2 separate regions of the Mus musculus genome follow, and region 1 is linked to region 2. A link is a contact called in public Hi-C data. All regions are on one chromosome and are shown on one strand. Each heading gives the region's core, a stretch centred on a gene start, on an enhancer-like site or on the middle of the called end of the contact. The rest is flanking DNA. Distances are from core to core; before and after follow the strand shown.

The links. Hi-C and Micro-C count contacts between places; a contact is called where the count stands out from the background.
Region 1: a Hi-C map of bone marrow-derived dendritic cells shows a contact between it and region 2, with 1.7 times the contacts expected there. The contact joins the promoter of Il12b here to the enhancer-like site in region 2. A contact is called at or near these places in 7 of 39 promoter capture datasets (the 3T3-L1 cell line, 3T3-L1-derived adipocytes, cranial neural crest and 3 more), 7 of 484 Hi-C or Micro-C datasets (the C2C12 cell line, Sertoli cells, bone marrow-derived dendritic cells and 4 more), 1 of 115 datasets of contacts at active chromatin or transcription factors (embryonic stem cells) and 1 of 9 other capture datasets (adipose tissue).

What each region holds. Positions count from the first base shown.
Region 1 is chr11:44,398,462-44,402,240 of GRCm38.p6, forward strand. Il12b (interleukin 12b) reads left to right here and starts at 1,602. Exons shown (of 8, transcript NM_001303244.1): 1 at 1,602-1,657.
Region 2 is chr11:44,352,534-44,356,555 of GRCm38.p6, forward strand. No RefSeq gene overlaps it. Among named protein-coding and RNA genes, the nearest start is that of Il12b, 46 kb to the right of the region's middle. Within about 2 kb of position 2,553, at least 29 of the 459 cell types and tissues checked have an H3K27ac peak or open chromatin away from gene starts, as enhancers often do. A contact at or near this core is called in bone marrow-derived dendritic cells and myeloid progenitors, where this site is marked.

The sequences.
Region 1 (3,779 bases), core at 352-2,851, 45 kb after region 2:
TGAGCTTTGCATGTATGTTGTCACAGCTTGTCTCAGCTCAGGGGACATTTACAACCCTGCACTGCAGCAGTGAGGCTAAGAGGAGTTATGTACCTTGTCAAGATCCAGTTCCTCGAGAGGCCAAAGATGGTGCTCTAACGAACTCCCGATCTGTCCTTGGGAGAGATGGGCAGAGGTAACCATGAGCTTTGCATGTAGGGTCAGTGTGACCAGCAATCTTAGTCACAGAGATTATGGCTGTCCTCAGAGATCCCCTAAAACTAGCACATTATTTTTTACTGCTATTTCACTATGCAACGAAACCTACTTTGTTCACTTAAGAATGATCTTGTATGCAAAACCAGTTTCACTCGAAGCCTAGGAGTACAGGGATGCCACTAGCTAGCTTGCTGTGACTGATGTCTCCACCCTCAGTTTGAAGCCGATCAGGACCAAAGAGGGATTGCAGCTGGGCTGCTGGAGTGAGGAAGTGTGTGGCTGGGAAGCTCCGCAGTTCTCTCCCCCTCCCCGCGCCCCAGGCAGACTGACACTTGGAAGAAAGTTAGGCCGGAAATCTACACCGCCCGAAACCTGACAGGGTCCAACCTCAGCCCTAGGAACTTCCCAGGAGGCGGGAACCCAGGCCAGGGACAGGAATGGAGAAGCGGCGGGTTGTGTCCCTTGCGTCCCAACCGCGAGGATGTCCTCGCTTCGCGCCCTCTATCGGCGGCTCTGAGAGTGGCTCTCATCTGTATGCGAACTGGATGTGCAAGAAGAGCTAATATTTCTGAGCACGGATGAGGAAGGGAGGTAACATCAACTTACAGGATTGCACACCTCTTTGCAATTTTAAACTCCTCAAGAAGAGAAACTACAAAGGGTTTATAGGACCACAGACACGTTATTACTGAAGTGAGAATATAGTATGGGTACCCAAAAGAGTGACCTTTGAATCATCTGTACGCTTGCCTATGTCTAGCTCAGTTCATGCTGCTATCAATCCATGAGTAAGGACCTATAAGCATAAGAGACGCCCTCAAAACACTATGACTTTTATTAGTTATTCACCTCCCCAGAGCTGTCCCTGGATACAGACAACATAGGTATGAGGTAGGGGGTACGTGGAGCCAAACAGGAGGTAATACCTTCTGAATTTAGATGCTAACAAGAAAACATGGGGAAAGGTGGCCCAGATACACTAGGCCCTTTATTCTTTGGGCCTGTAACACCTACTTATTTGATTGTGGCATGAACCATGAACTCGGTTTGGGGCAAGTCCTTCCTTTTTCTGCAGTCTGTGGAATCGGGAGAGGTTAGCCATTGCCGCCTCTATTCACCTTAGGCATGATGTAAACAGAAATTAGTATCTCTGCCTCCTTCCTTTTTCCACACCCCGAAGTCATTTCCTCTTAACCTGGGATTTCGACGTCTATATTCCCTCTGTATGATAGATGCACTCAGGGAGGCAAGGGGGGGAGGGAGGAACTTCTTAAAATTCCCCCAGAATGTTTTGACACTAGTTTTCAGTGTTGCAATTGAGACTAGTCAGTTTCTACTTTGGGTTTCCATCAGAAAGTTCTGTAGGAGTAGAGTATATAAGCACCAGGAGCAGCCAAGGCAGCAGAAGGAACAGTGGGTGTCCAGGCACATCAGACCAGGCAGCTCGCAGCAAAGCAAGGTAAGTTCTCTCCTCTTCCCTGTCGCTAACTCCCTGCATCTAGAGGCTGTCCAGATTCAGACTCCAGGGGACAGGCTACCCCTGAACCAGGCAGCGTGGGAGTGGGGTAAGTGGATTCTGGGAGCATCTCGGATGGCTTTCCCCGCTGGTGGAAACCAGGGGCTTTGACGACAGGGGCTTCAAATAGTCATTTAAAAAGTCAGCTAATTACAGATGTGATGGCGCACACCTGTAATCTCCAAATCTGGGAGGCAGGAAACAGAATGCACAGGAGTTTAAGGCCAGATTCAGCTGTGTAATGAGTTTGAGAGAGTCTCAAAAAATTGAGCTACTAATAATATGTGCCAAGCATTGTGGACAGATGTGTATTTGATAGAAAGGTTTGCTTTGTCTATATAGACACATATACTATGTGCATTTTCTTAAGTATTAATGCATATGTGTTAAGGAGTGTTGTTAAAATTCTGTTCTTGCCTTAAGAGTGAAACTTAAAAAAAAAAAAAGCCTTTCATGTACCCCTTCAAGCCTAAGCTCATCACTGAATGTCCTACCTGTGATGGCCTTTAGAATCAGCTATGATAATCAAAGTGGAGAGCTGGGTTTGGGGGTTCCTTTGGATTTTAACTAACTTTGCCACCTCTTCAAAACTGGAAAGCCCAAGGCATGTTCCAAACTATTTCCTAAAGGGTTCTAAAATCTGTGAGAAAGGGAAGGCTAATCTTCATGGGTTGGCTTCCTCTGCTTGCCCAGGTGAAATCATGAGCACCAGATGGGGCAGGGTGATGGGGCAGGGTGACATCTTGCTTTCACCCAGGGATCACTGAGCCTCAGCTGGGGGCTCCGTTTGTTCAAGCAAGGCATTTCAAGATGAAGTTAGGTCACCCCCAAGAATTCATTTTGCTGAGATCTGAAATACTGTGATTATTGCACCAACAATCCATGGACTCTCTCTAGGCTAGATTCTGGATATAAGACTAGACAGATATGACCTCTGTCACACACCTCGGTATGGGAAAGGGGGGACAGACATTAAAGACGTAATCAAATGATTGTCATTTCAGCGATGCTGAAGGGGAAGAGTAGCTATTTGGGGTCCTGTTTTCATTTGGGGCTCAAGCTGGCACTTTCTGTGGATCATTTCATGAACTCCTAACCTGACAGAGTTATTTTTAATCTAGGAGTACAGGCTTGACAAAGTCAACACAACTTGTCAAGGTCACATAACTAACAAGTGGCAGACTGAGGTCTGTTTGGCTGTAGAACCAAGGCCCTTTGCCCGTGCCCTCCTTGCCATCCCTGACAGCCACGCCATCTGTACTGTGCATTGTTGTTTCTGGGCATTTTTATTTTTACATATCATTTCTCTTTTAAATTAAAGAATAACAGAATGAAACTTGCAAAAGGGATGTCCACTCAGGCACCCGCTGGCAGCAATGTTTGGAAGCATTTGCATGCTCTAGGGAGCTAGAGTATCCAGCCCAGGGTTCCTGTGCTCTTTGCACAAGACTTTCAGGACTTAAGAAAACTAATGAAAACAAACAAACAAACAAACAAACAAAAAAGAATTGTTAAAACATAGCATATGGAAGAATTGTGGAGTGAGAGGGAAACAAAGCCCAGCATCTGCCAATCAGCCTGAAAGCCAAAGCCTGGCTACATACTGCACACTTTTTTGCTTGTGCAGATTTGATTAAGAGGCGACCTGCCATCATCTCCACCCTCTGCTGGTCTTCTATGATCTAAGATGTAGGTGATGCCGAAATGAAGATTGTTCCTTGGACCATTGCCAGGGCTCCCTTCAGCCTGAAATATGGTTCACGTGTGATGCTCAAGTGCATCTGAGGCTGACAGAGGAAATGCTTGGCATGTAGCCAAAGGGGAAATCCCTGTGTTGAGAGCATATGAAGAGATCACCAGGAGATGCCAGGAATCTCTGCCTTTTTTCCCTGCCCAGAGTCCTACCATCTGGGTTTCACAGCCGTGTATAATTGCATCACCTTCTCTGGGCATTTCTCTCTACAGCCTGGCAGATTTTTATTTTTCAACCCAGTGTGCACAAAACAGAAAGAATTTCAATTTTTTTCCTTAGCTTTTTACTAGTGCAAGGTATTATACAATGTCA
Region 2 (4,022 bases), core at 1,303-3,802:
ATAGAGGAAAAGGAGGGATGGGAGGAAAGAAAGAAAATCCTGGGAGAGCTGGGAGTAAGGATGGAGGAGTGGAGAGGGTGGGGAGTTGTTATAGGCTTAGGTCATGTTCTGTCACATAGATGAATATGTTATCTATTTGAGTCTCTGCAAGAAAAACTCCAGCGATGACTGATGGGTCAGTATCAGCTAACATTGGTCCTTGATCAGAAAGAATGGAAGGAGCATGAAAGGCAAGAGAGGTTAAGGCATGGAAGGGGCAAGGAAGGGGAGGGAAATAGGTTTTTAAATCATCAAACTCCAATTTGAGTCCCAGTCTATCACGTATGCTTGAGGCCCTCAGCAGCCCTGTTAACCTCTGTCACCCTCATTCTCCACTCCTGTAAGATGCCTTCAGCATCCACCTTGCAGTTGGCATTACATTAGTGATGTCTTGCAGGGTTGATTCATCCTCCTTGCTCAACAGCCGTGGGATCGCTACTAACACTGACTTGATTGTATCTACTCAAATGTGTGCAAATGGTGTCTGAAGTCAGAAGTCCCATGCAGTGTCTTACCCCAACTGTTTCTTGTCCCTGATGAGTGAGTGGCCCAGGGAAAAGCTGCCTCTGGCACTCACCAGCAGGTTCGTCCTCCTAATCCACTCCCAAATGTCCTCCCAAAGCCATCCATGTTGGAAGGAGAGGGGAGAATTGGAAACCTGAGATTGAGAGACACAGGGTGCGGATGGCCAGGCTTAGGAGGGGGTTTCCTTCCTCTTGCAACCGTAGCTGCAGTTCCCAAGGCCTGAGACCTTGGAGCACTTGAGACTTGGGCTTTCCCCTGGTGTGGCATCTGGAGAGACACACCCTGGTTACCTGCAGCTCATGACCTCCCTGTGCTCAAAGGAGCAAATGCCCTGTTTTCTTTCGCTGCATCATACCAGCAAGCACTGAGCAGCCCCACTCACCTCAGAGGGCAGTGTCTCTTAAGGCTTTCTTTCCCCCACAGACTAGGAGAACACAGCAAGAGAGAGCCATTCCTCTCCCTGTGAACTTTTAATAGTGCAGAGAAGAGAACAGTTAAAGGTCGTAAGCTTCTCGTGCCTTTGTTTGGTTTGATTTGGTTTGTTTTCATTTGGGGTCTTTATTGTTTGTTTGTTTGGTTGGTTGGTTGGTTTTGTTTTTATTTGGAGGTTTGGTTTGGGGGTTGTTTGTTTGTTTGTTTTTGTTTTTTGTTTTTTTTTTTTGCTTGTTTGTTTTTGCTGAAACAAGATCTCATGTGGAACAGGCTGTCCTCCAATTTCTGTGTAGCAGAAGTTGGCCTTGATCTCCAGATTCTCCTGTTTACAGCCTTCACATGCTGGAATTATAGACATAAACCACCATGGCTAGCACACTATCTAGCTGTTTTCTAAGTTGAAATGCTATGTATTCTTTTTCATAATCTTACATTAAATACTCCAGAAAACTATGAAAGAGGAGAAAAGTGGCAAAGGGATTAAGTGGCAGAAACAGGAAAGATAACAAAGGCGTGATTGATTGAGTGGTGATATCATGCCAGTGTACTTCTGAAACTCCATCTTGTTAGAGGGGATACATCAGTCACCTTCCACTACTATAACAAAATGTCTGAAGTAAACAAGTTACAAAGAAGAAAGGTTTATTTTGCCTCATGTTTCTGTGGGTTTGCCTCTGTGGTCATTTGGTCCTCTTGGATTGGGGGTTGTTGTGAAGCAGAACATGATGGCAGATTGTATGGCAGAAGCAGGCTGGTCACCTAGTCACCAGGACACCATAGACAGACAAAGAAACTAGAGTCCCATCATACCATCATATTCTACTGACCTTGCCTCCCCTATACTAGGGTCTAACTCCCTTCAATTCAATCTGCTTTTTTCTTCCTTCCTTCCTTCCTTCCTTCCTTCCTTCCTTCCTCTCATTCTTTCTTTTTGTATGTGTGCACTCATCATTCCCCATATATGTGTGCACATGTACGTATGTATGGATATATGACACATAAGCCACAGCATATGTGTGGAGATCAGAAAACAGCCTTGGGTGTTGGCCTTTGCTTTCCACCTTTTTATGACAAGGTCTCTCTGTTGTTTTACTCTGCATAATCCAGGCTAGCTAGCCTGAAAACTTCCAGGGGTTCTCTAGTCTCCACCTTCCACCTCACAGCAGAAACACTGGGTGGGATCCCAGAAACATGTTGTTGCACCAGGTTGACATGGACTCCTCAAGCTTAGTAACCCTGAGCCATCCCTCCACTTCTTAAAAGCTCCACCACCTACAATAGTTTCACACTGAGGAATAAGCTTCTATCAGTTGAGTCTCTGTCCGACATTCTAGAGACCCCTTTGGGAAACAGCACGGGGAGTTAATGCCAGATAATAACAGGATGCTGAGGAGTTACCTCTCCTCATAGTAAACACAACAGGCTTCAATTCCAGCAGCAGTAAAGAGTTTGTGAGCATCATGGAGGAAGGAATTGGCGTCACAGGCCTTAGAGCCAGCAGAGCTGCTCTCGTGGGGGAAGTGGGCAGCCTGCAAAGTTCTGCTCTGTGTGTTCGAGAGTATCATCTTCTGCTTTTAGCAAGCTGAAACCAGGCACTCTTCATCTACAGCAACCCTGGCCGTACATTGACTGCCAGTGGCTCATTTCTGTTGTCTACATCCAAATCCTCCCTCCCCAGAGCTCTCTTGTGTTCTGAGAAACCGTTTCATTCTAACGTGATAGTGGATGCCACCACAGCAGTTAGAACAATAATCTCTTCAGCATCTATGCCTTCACTCATAGGACTGTGGAAGCCATTGTTGGACACAACAAAGGGGACTTTATGAATGAGATTCAGGACAAAGTCTAGAGATGATCCCAGAGGATCCAAAATAGCCCAGTCAAGTCATGCAAGTCTTTAAATGCAGAGGACGTAGGGTGAGGGTTAAACTATTTACCATAGAAAGCTGGAGGACCTGTTCCCGGCACTCACATAAAAATAAAACATGGTGGCACATTTTATATACACTTTATTATATATTTATATATAATTTACATACAATATATTATTATATTTAATGTATTTATATACAGTAAACTATAGGCACACACCTATCACTCCAGCACTGGGGGGAAGCAGAGAGAGGAGGACCTTGGTGGCCAGCCATTCTAATCCAAAGGGCAAGGTCCAGCTTCAAGTTTCAATGAGAGCCTGTCTAGGAGAATAAGCTGAGAAACCGGAGGAAGACATACAATATTCACTGCCCTCTATCAAATCCAACCTCTGCCCTCCATGCATGGACCCATTTACACAAGCACTTATACACACACACAGACACACACACCACCACCACCACCATGCCACACCACACCACACCATACACACACATACCACCACACACACACCACATCACACACACACACCATACCACACACAGACCTACCACACACACACATACACACACCACCACACACATATACCACCCCCCCCACACACACACACCACACATCCTTTTAATCACCTACAAAGGTTGAGTCCCAAGGCTTCAAGTTTTACAAAGGGAGGGAGAGGGAGAGACTGAGAGAGAGAGAGAGAGAGAGAGAGAGAGAGAGAGAGAGAGAGAGAGAGAGAGAGGAACTAGACAGCCCAATTAACTGTTTCCACAGCTGTGAGGCATTACACATACACAGAGCAATGCAAGCTCTTTGAGACTGGCTAGAAAAGTCACCCAGAGTAAGTGATGCAGCTGGACTTTTGAAATTATGGTTGAAAAAAAAAAACCAAACTTATAAAACTTGCCACCTTAGCTGTCACTTAGCATGCCTCAGTATCTGCCCGCTGTATTGTGCAATGTCTCCAGGTTGCTTTTTGTCTTGTGAAACTGAAACTCTGCACCCATTCAGCAGCTCATTTCTCCCTTCTCCAGACCCTAGTAACTCAAGTCTACTTTGGTCTCTGTGAACTTGACTTTCAAGGTTCATCCCTGTCACGGCGTATATCAGCACTTCCTTCATTCTTGAAGCTGAGCGATACTCTGTTGTCTTAA